Linked DNA regions of Mus musculus: region 1 is linked to region 2. A link is a contact called in public HiCAR-type data. All regions are on one chromosome and are shown on one strand. The core of a region is the stretch at or near the end of the contact, and the rest is flanking DNA. Distances in the headings are between cores, read along the strand shown.

The links. HiCAR-type assays count read pairs that join an accessible place to other places.
Region 1: a HiCAR-type map of astrocytes shows a contact between it and region 2, with 3 times the contacts expected there. The contact joins the promoter of Cep164 here to the promoter of Ift46 in region 2. A contact is called at or near these places in 1 of 39 promoter capture datasets (hippocampal neurons) and 1 of 115 datasets of contacts at active chromatin or transcription factors (astrocytes).

What each region holds. Positions count from the first base shown.
Region 1 is chr9:45,827,367-45,830,339 of GRCm38.p6, reverse strand. It overlaps Cep164 (centrosomal protein 164), which reads left to right and starts at 1,677. Exons shown (of 30, transcript NM_001081373.3): 1 at 1,677-1,838.
Region 2 is chr9:44,771,427-44,774,680 of GRCm38.p6, reverse strand. It overlaps Ift46 (intraflagellar transport 46), which reads right to left and starts at 1,672. Exons shown (of 12, transcript NM_023831.3): 1 at 1,508-1,672; 2 at 897-993.

The DNA of each region.
Region 1 (2,973 bases), core at 428-2,927, 1.1 Mb before region 2:
TGAGGCAGCAGCTCACTATACAGTCCTGGAACTGGATATGTAGACCTTGCCAGTCTAGAATTCATAGAAATCTGCTTGTCTCTATCATTCTTTCTCCTCCTCCTCCTCCTCCTCCTCCTCCTCCTCCTCCTCCTCCTCCTCCTCCTCCTCCTCCTCCTTATTTTTGACTTTTTCCTGACAGGGTTATTCTGTGTTACAGCCTGACAGTCTTGGAACTTATTTTGTAGACCTGGCTGGACTTGAACCCACAAAGATATGACTGTCTCTGCCTTCTGGATGTTGGGAATAAAGGCTTTGGGATTCAGTGTGGTTCAGTCACCACTATCTAGCTGCTTTTTTCAAAAAATATTTTATTCTTTTATGTGTTCCAGTGTTTTGCCTGCAGGTATGTCTGTGTACCACATGTCTGTGTTCACATGTGTTTGCCTGGTGTGGGTAGAAGCCAGAAGAGGTGTTGGATCCTCTGGAACTAGAGTTTCTGCTGGTTGTGAGCTGCCTCGTGCTTGCTGGGAATCAGACTCTGGTCCTCCCGCAGAGCAGCAGGTGTTGGCAGCTGCTGAGCTGGTTCTACAGCCTCAGATGGCAAGTCTTGTGTATAGGAAGCTATGGGCAGTGTTTAGTTATGTCTGATATAGTCATGATATGGCATCTCTTCTATGTCTGGTCCAGTGGCCCCTTGGGGACACTTTTAAAGATTGTGATGATAATGAGGAGCAGTGATTTTTTTCCCCATCTGTGGTGAGAATAAAGGAATTGCAGAAAGATTTGACGTTAAACATGAGAAACACATCCTGATGTCTGGTTTGAGATCCCTAGTAACAACACTCGCAATTTCTCCTTGTCGGCTTAGACTCTAGCGGCGCAGGACTCGGTTTTAAATTTACAATAGTAGAGTGGGAGAGATGATGGTTCAGCCGTTGAGAGCACTGTTGTTCTTGCAGACGACCTAGGTTTGGTTTCTAGCACCCACAAGGTGGCGCACAACTGCTTACAACTCCAGTTTCAGGGGATGCAGTGCCCTCTTCTGGCCTCCATGACTATCAGGTATAATGTAGACAAAACATCCACACACTTAAAATTTTTTTTGAGACAGGGTCTCACTGTGTAGTCCCAGCTGGCTTGAAACTCACTATATAGACCAGGCTAGTCTCAAACGCACAGAGATCTGTCTGCTTTGTGCCCCAAGTGGTGGCATTAAGGGCTTGTGTTATCAGATCCCGGTCCACGTATAATACATTAAAAGGAAAAAGTTAGTAGGCAGCTCTCTTGACAACCGAGTCATCTCTCCAACCCCTTCATAGTTCTTTTATTAAGGGCCCAATCAATAGGTTGACCACTGATAATCACTGTTGTTCGCGTGATTTTACTCGACCTTTACAAAATGATGGTCTATAAATGATTGTTAATTTTGCTTAATTAATAGTAATAGTAGATTATTATTAATATTATGAATGCTTCCTTTCGTCCGCGGGAGAAATTCTCTTATCTACCTTCAGGTCTCTCTTTTAACCTCTTTGTGGTGGGAGTGGGATTGTGCTTATTCACTATTTTGAACTACAACTTTCAGGATGCAACGGGCAAAGCCTCGTGGGGGAACTTCAACCAATCCAATGCCAACGCTCTCAGTCAGCGACCTATTGGCTCTTGGTAGAGGCGGGCCTCTCAGTTGCTAGGCCAGTGCCTTTCCGGAAGTGGTTGCTGGTCGCTGCAGGGCAACACCCCGGCGTCCCTGGAAGCGGGGAGCCGGACACCCCGGCGTCCCTGGAAGGTGGGGGGCCGGGGTGGTGCTGGGGAGGAGGCGCAGAGCCATCCTCCCGGAAACCCCGGATCGGGGACAGGTGAGATCTCGGAGCCAGGCTTGGTGGCGTGGCAGGAGTTTGCAGGGAGCTGAAGCGTTGTGAGGTGTTGCTGCGCGGGAACTAAGCTGGGAGAGAAGAGCCCTCCGGCGTGCGGGGCCTGGCTTTCTAGCCTCTCCTGAATCTACACCCTACCGCCATTGCCCAGCCCATTCCTGGGCTATCCCAAGTTCAGCCAAGCGCATGGCATCTTTCGGCCAGCTGGGCAAGAGAGGAGGTTTGGGGTTTTCTTTGCACTGATTCAGGAATCTACGCCCGGAACCGCTGCCCTCTTCTTGGCCTCGGTGACTCGCCCTCGCGCGTCTGCCAGCTCAGCCCTCTGCAGGCCCCTGCATGCTTTTCTCTGCACTCCATCTCTGGATTGCGACTAGAGCCTCCAGTTACCGGTTGCTCTGGGAAGTACTTGCTGCCTAGCCAGATACCTTACTCGAGCTTAGATGTGCTTGCGGATCATCTCCAACCCGCACCCCCCCCCCGCCGCCCCCCCCCCCGGACCTTCTATCAATGTCTCCCATGTTTCTTGTCTCAATGGAGAACTTCCTCAGTCACTTAGCCCACTCTACGCTGAGAATTCATTCCGCTGTCTGCAGTAGTCATCTGGCATGCTTCAGATTTCTTGGCAGTCGGCTTCTTGGCCTAAAATCACAGTGGACTGGCTGAAATCCTCTCTGCTTTCTCTCTTCTCTTCCTTCACCTAGCTGCGAGACCCTGCTATTCTCCTGCCCTCAGGATTAGCCGCTTTTCATTCAGGTAGCCACTGGCTTGGTTCATAATTTCTTGGCTGCGCTTTCAGAATAACTGCCTCTGATTTTGTCCCCTTTTTGATTGGTTCTTGTGCAGCTGTCAGTCACCTTTCCGAACGGTAACTCTCACCACCTCCAACTTTCTTTATGAAATTCCCATGGCAGCCCCTTATGAAGTCCTGTATACAGCTAAAGCCCTCGCAAGCCCGGACTCGCTGCTCCTTGTCCTTCATTCAAGCAGTCTCTGTATTTGATAAGTGGGGATAGTAAACCTCTAGCTGAGAGGCTGGGGTGGGATGGTGGCGAATAAAGCCCTTGGTACAGTTCTGCCGCATACAAGTGTTCCGGGAAGTGTGTGGTTAGTCCAAGTTTTT
Region 2 (3,254 bases), core at 423-2,922:
AAAGAAAAACAAAACAAAACCAAAAAAGGTTAGGTGAGGGCTGGGCGTGGTGGCGCACGCCATTAACCCCAGCACTTGGGAGGCAGAGGCAGGCGGATTTCTGAGTTCGAGACCAGCCTGGTCTACAAAGTGAGTTCCAGGACAGCCAGGGCTATGCAGAGGAACCCTGTCTCAAAAAAACAAAAAAAACAAAAAAAAAAAAAGAAAGAAAGAAAGAAAAAAAGGTTAGGTGAATAAATGAATGGCATCAAGTCTTCTGATAAAACTCTGTTTCGATTAAAGCTGGGATGGCAAGTTAAGGGCAAGTGATGAAGCATCTTAATGAATTGTTAGAAACAAAAGCACAGTGAGCCAGGCTGGAGAGATGGCTCAACGATTGAGAGCACTGGCTGATCTTCCAGAGGACCCAGGGTTCAGTTCCCAGCACCCACACTAGAGCAGCTCATTACCATGTGTAACTCCAGTTCAAGGAGATCTGACAACATCCTCTTCTGGTCTCTGAGGGCACCAGGCAGGCAGGTGGTTCACAGAAAAACATGCAAGCAAATAACATACATACACATAAACATTTCTAAAATAGTAATTTAAAAATTAAATTAAATTAAATTTAAATTAAATTAAATTAAAAAATTAAAAAAACCCAAAACACAGCGAACCTGTGCCAGAATCTACTAGCAGTAACAGCGAGTTAAAAATGACAGGGGATAAGTTTGCACTCAAAGATCCCAAAATCTGATGGACTGGTTTCTCCCTCAACTAGTGAGAAAGCAAAATCAGCGCCAAGTTAAAGCAGGAGGTCAACACTTGCTAAGAGCTTGCTGAATACAACCTGAATCCTATCTGCGCCACTTGTTTGAAAATCACCTCCCTTTTTTTTGTCTCTCATCTTCTCTTACCTTGCTGTCCTGGGGTTGGAGTGCTAATACTGGCAACCTCTTCCGAGTCGTTAATCTCTAGACGCTCATCGTATGTCTGGTTCTCAACAATTTTGGTCTAAGCAAAAGGAAATACGATTACATAGCTCCTATCATGGGATATACATCCAGCCTCGGTGCAGAGATGCATTCACCCCGATCCAAGCTTTCCCCCAAAGGAAAGTTTCCTGACCCAAGAGCATTATTTAGCTAGCATTGGCTGGGTGCCAAGAGAAGTGCAGTGGAAAACGGTATCCAACCCTTCCCAGCAGCAACCCAAAAGCTCTACATAAGATGCAGGCAGGGAAGCACAGCATGCACAGCCAGACTGCGGCCGGCCGTCCGTCTCAGGTTTGGTCAGTTTTCGCACAGCTGTTGAGGCTTCTGCCAGAGGTGGAGGGTATGGGGATGGGACAGGATGGTCCTGAGAGAAGGCAAATTCCAGCCTCGGCCCCATCCACTAATCCTCAGAGCATCACCTCTACTTCCGCCCGTTTTGAAGATAGGATCCCACCGGGTTCTCGGAGAGTCAAGGATCCAGGGCAGTTGGTGGGGCGCAGAGAGCAAAGAACGCTGGCGGGAGCACCAATTACCTGTAGCCCCTCTGGATCCGTTTCTTCTATTTGGAAAGAACCCCAGCCGAGGACTGGGGTCTCACTCTCAGGCCCAGCCACTTCAAGGATCCCTAAGTGCAACAAGCCGCCTGTTGTCAGTCGTTAGGGAAAAAGATAAATAAATCAAAACAAAGCGAGAGTCTGAAGGAACGATCGCGAGACGTGCCCCGCCACTGCGCCGCCACCCCGCCCCTCTGCTGCGGCCGGTGGTGGCGGAAGCAGAGACGCGGCGCTGGGATAGAGCGGCCCCGGGCACTAGGCGGTCTAGCAGCCCGCTTATCTATGGTTTCCGCAACTGAGTCGGTTGTGACATCTAGTGGCCAAAGGTGGAAGGCCAGGCTAGTGGATTTCTTTTCTCCAACTAGAAACTGTCATCTCAAAGACAAGGCTCATTTGGCCTACAGTCTCTCCTAGATAGGCCTAATCCACAGTTTAGACACTCTTCAAGGAAAAGTCCAAGCATGTTTAAAAGCCCTTTTATAGCATCTCTGTGGCGCGATAGCCCTTTTCCTCGCGATACCCTATGTCACAGGAGCATACTTTCTCTTCCTTCATCTGAGATTAGGATTTATCTGTGTCCTGTGTTTTTACTTGCTAAAGAAAACTATGAGTCAGGCAAGCTGGTGCATAACTGCTATCCTAGCGCTTTGGAGGTGGAGGTAGAAGGATTAGAAGTTCAAGATCAGACTCAGTAAGTAACTTGGTAAATTTGAGGCCAGCCTGGGCTATTGAGGTCCAGTTTCAAAATTGATAAAAAATAATAATAATAAAATAAAATAAAAAATAACACAGCTGGGCGTGGTGGTGAAAGAGTAGTAAACTCAGTGCTCCAAGGTATGCTAATCATAAAACAGATAGTGACATTCCTCCACCCACCCACTTCCTGAGTTCAAGGAGTATTCATTCAAAGAAAGTCACCCTGACCATTACCGGAAGCTGCAATGCAAATGTGCTATTGTTAGGGGCTCTTAGAAACTGTCTTGAGAGTTAACAATTACCAGGTATTCCTTGTGACACCTGTGACTTTGTACTTCCTTGTGACTCTTACCTGGTATTTTTGGTATTTTCCAACAACGCCCTTCCCACCTCCTTGAGTTGTGGTTTTTCTCCTTTAAATACCCCCTTACTCAGCTACTCGGGGCGCCACAGTCCTCTACCCCTGCGTGGTGTATGACCGTGGGCCCGAGAGCACTCTTGAATAAAAATCCTCTTGCAATTTGCAACAAGACCGTTTTCTCGTTGGTGATTTTGGGGTGTCGCCTCTCCTGAGTCAGAACGTGGGGGAGTCCTCATGTTGTGGGTCTTTCAGTGGCACATGCCTTTAATCCCAGCACTGAGGAGGGAAAGGCAGACGGATCTCTGAATTCTAGGCCAGTCTCATCTACAAAGCGAGTTCCAGGAAAGTCATGGTTATACACAAAGAAACCCTATCTGGAGGCCACACCACCCCCCAAAATAATAAAAGAAAAAAAGAAAAAAAAAAGAAAAGCACACTGTCTATTCTTGCAGAGGTCCTGAGTTCAATTCCCAGCACCCACATCGTCGCTCACAACCCTCTATGAGAGGGATTTGATGCCCTCTTCTGGCCTGCAGATGTACATGCAGCAGGGCACTAACCTATAGTGTTCAGACCTACAATCCCAACTCAGAAAAAGAAAAATGAGAGACTCATACGTGCTTCTTTAAAAAAGAAAATCGATACCTAAAAATTGTACAGAGTTATGGG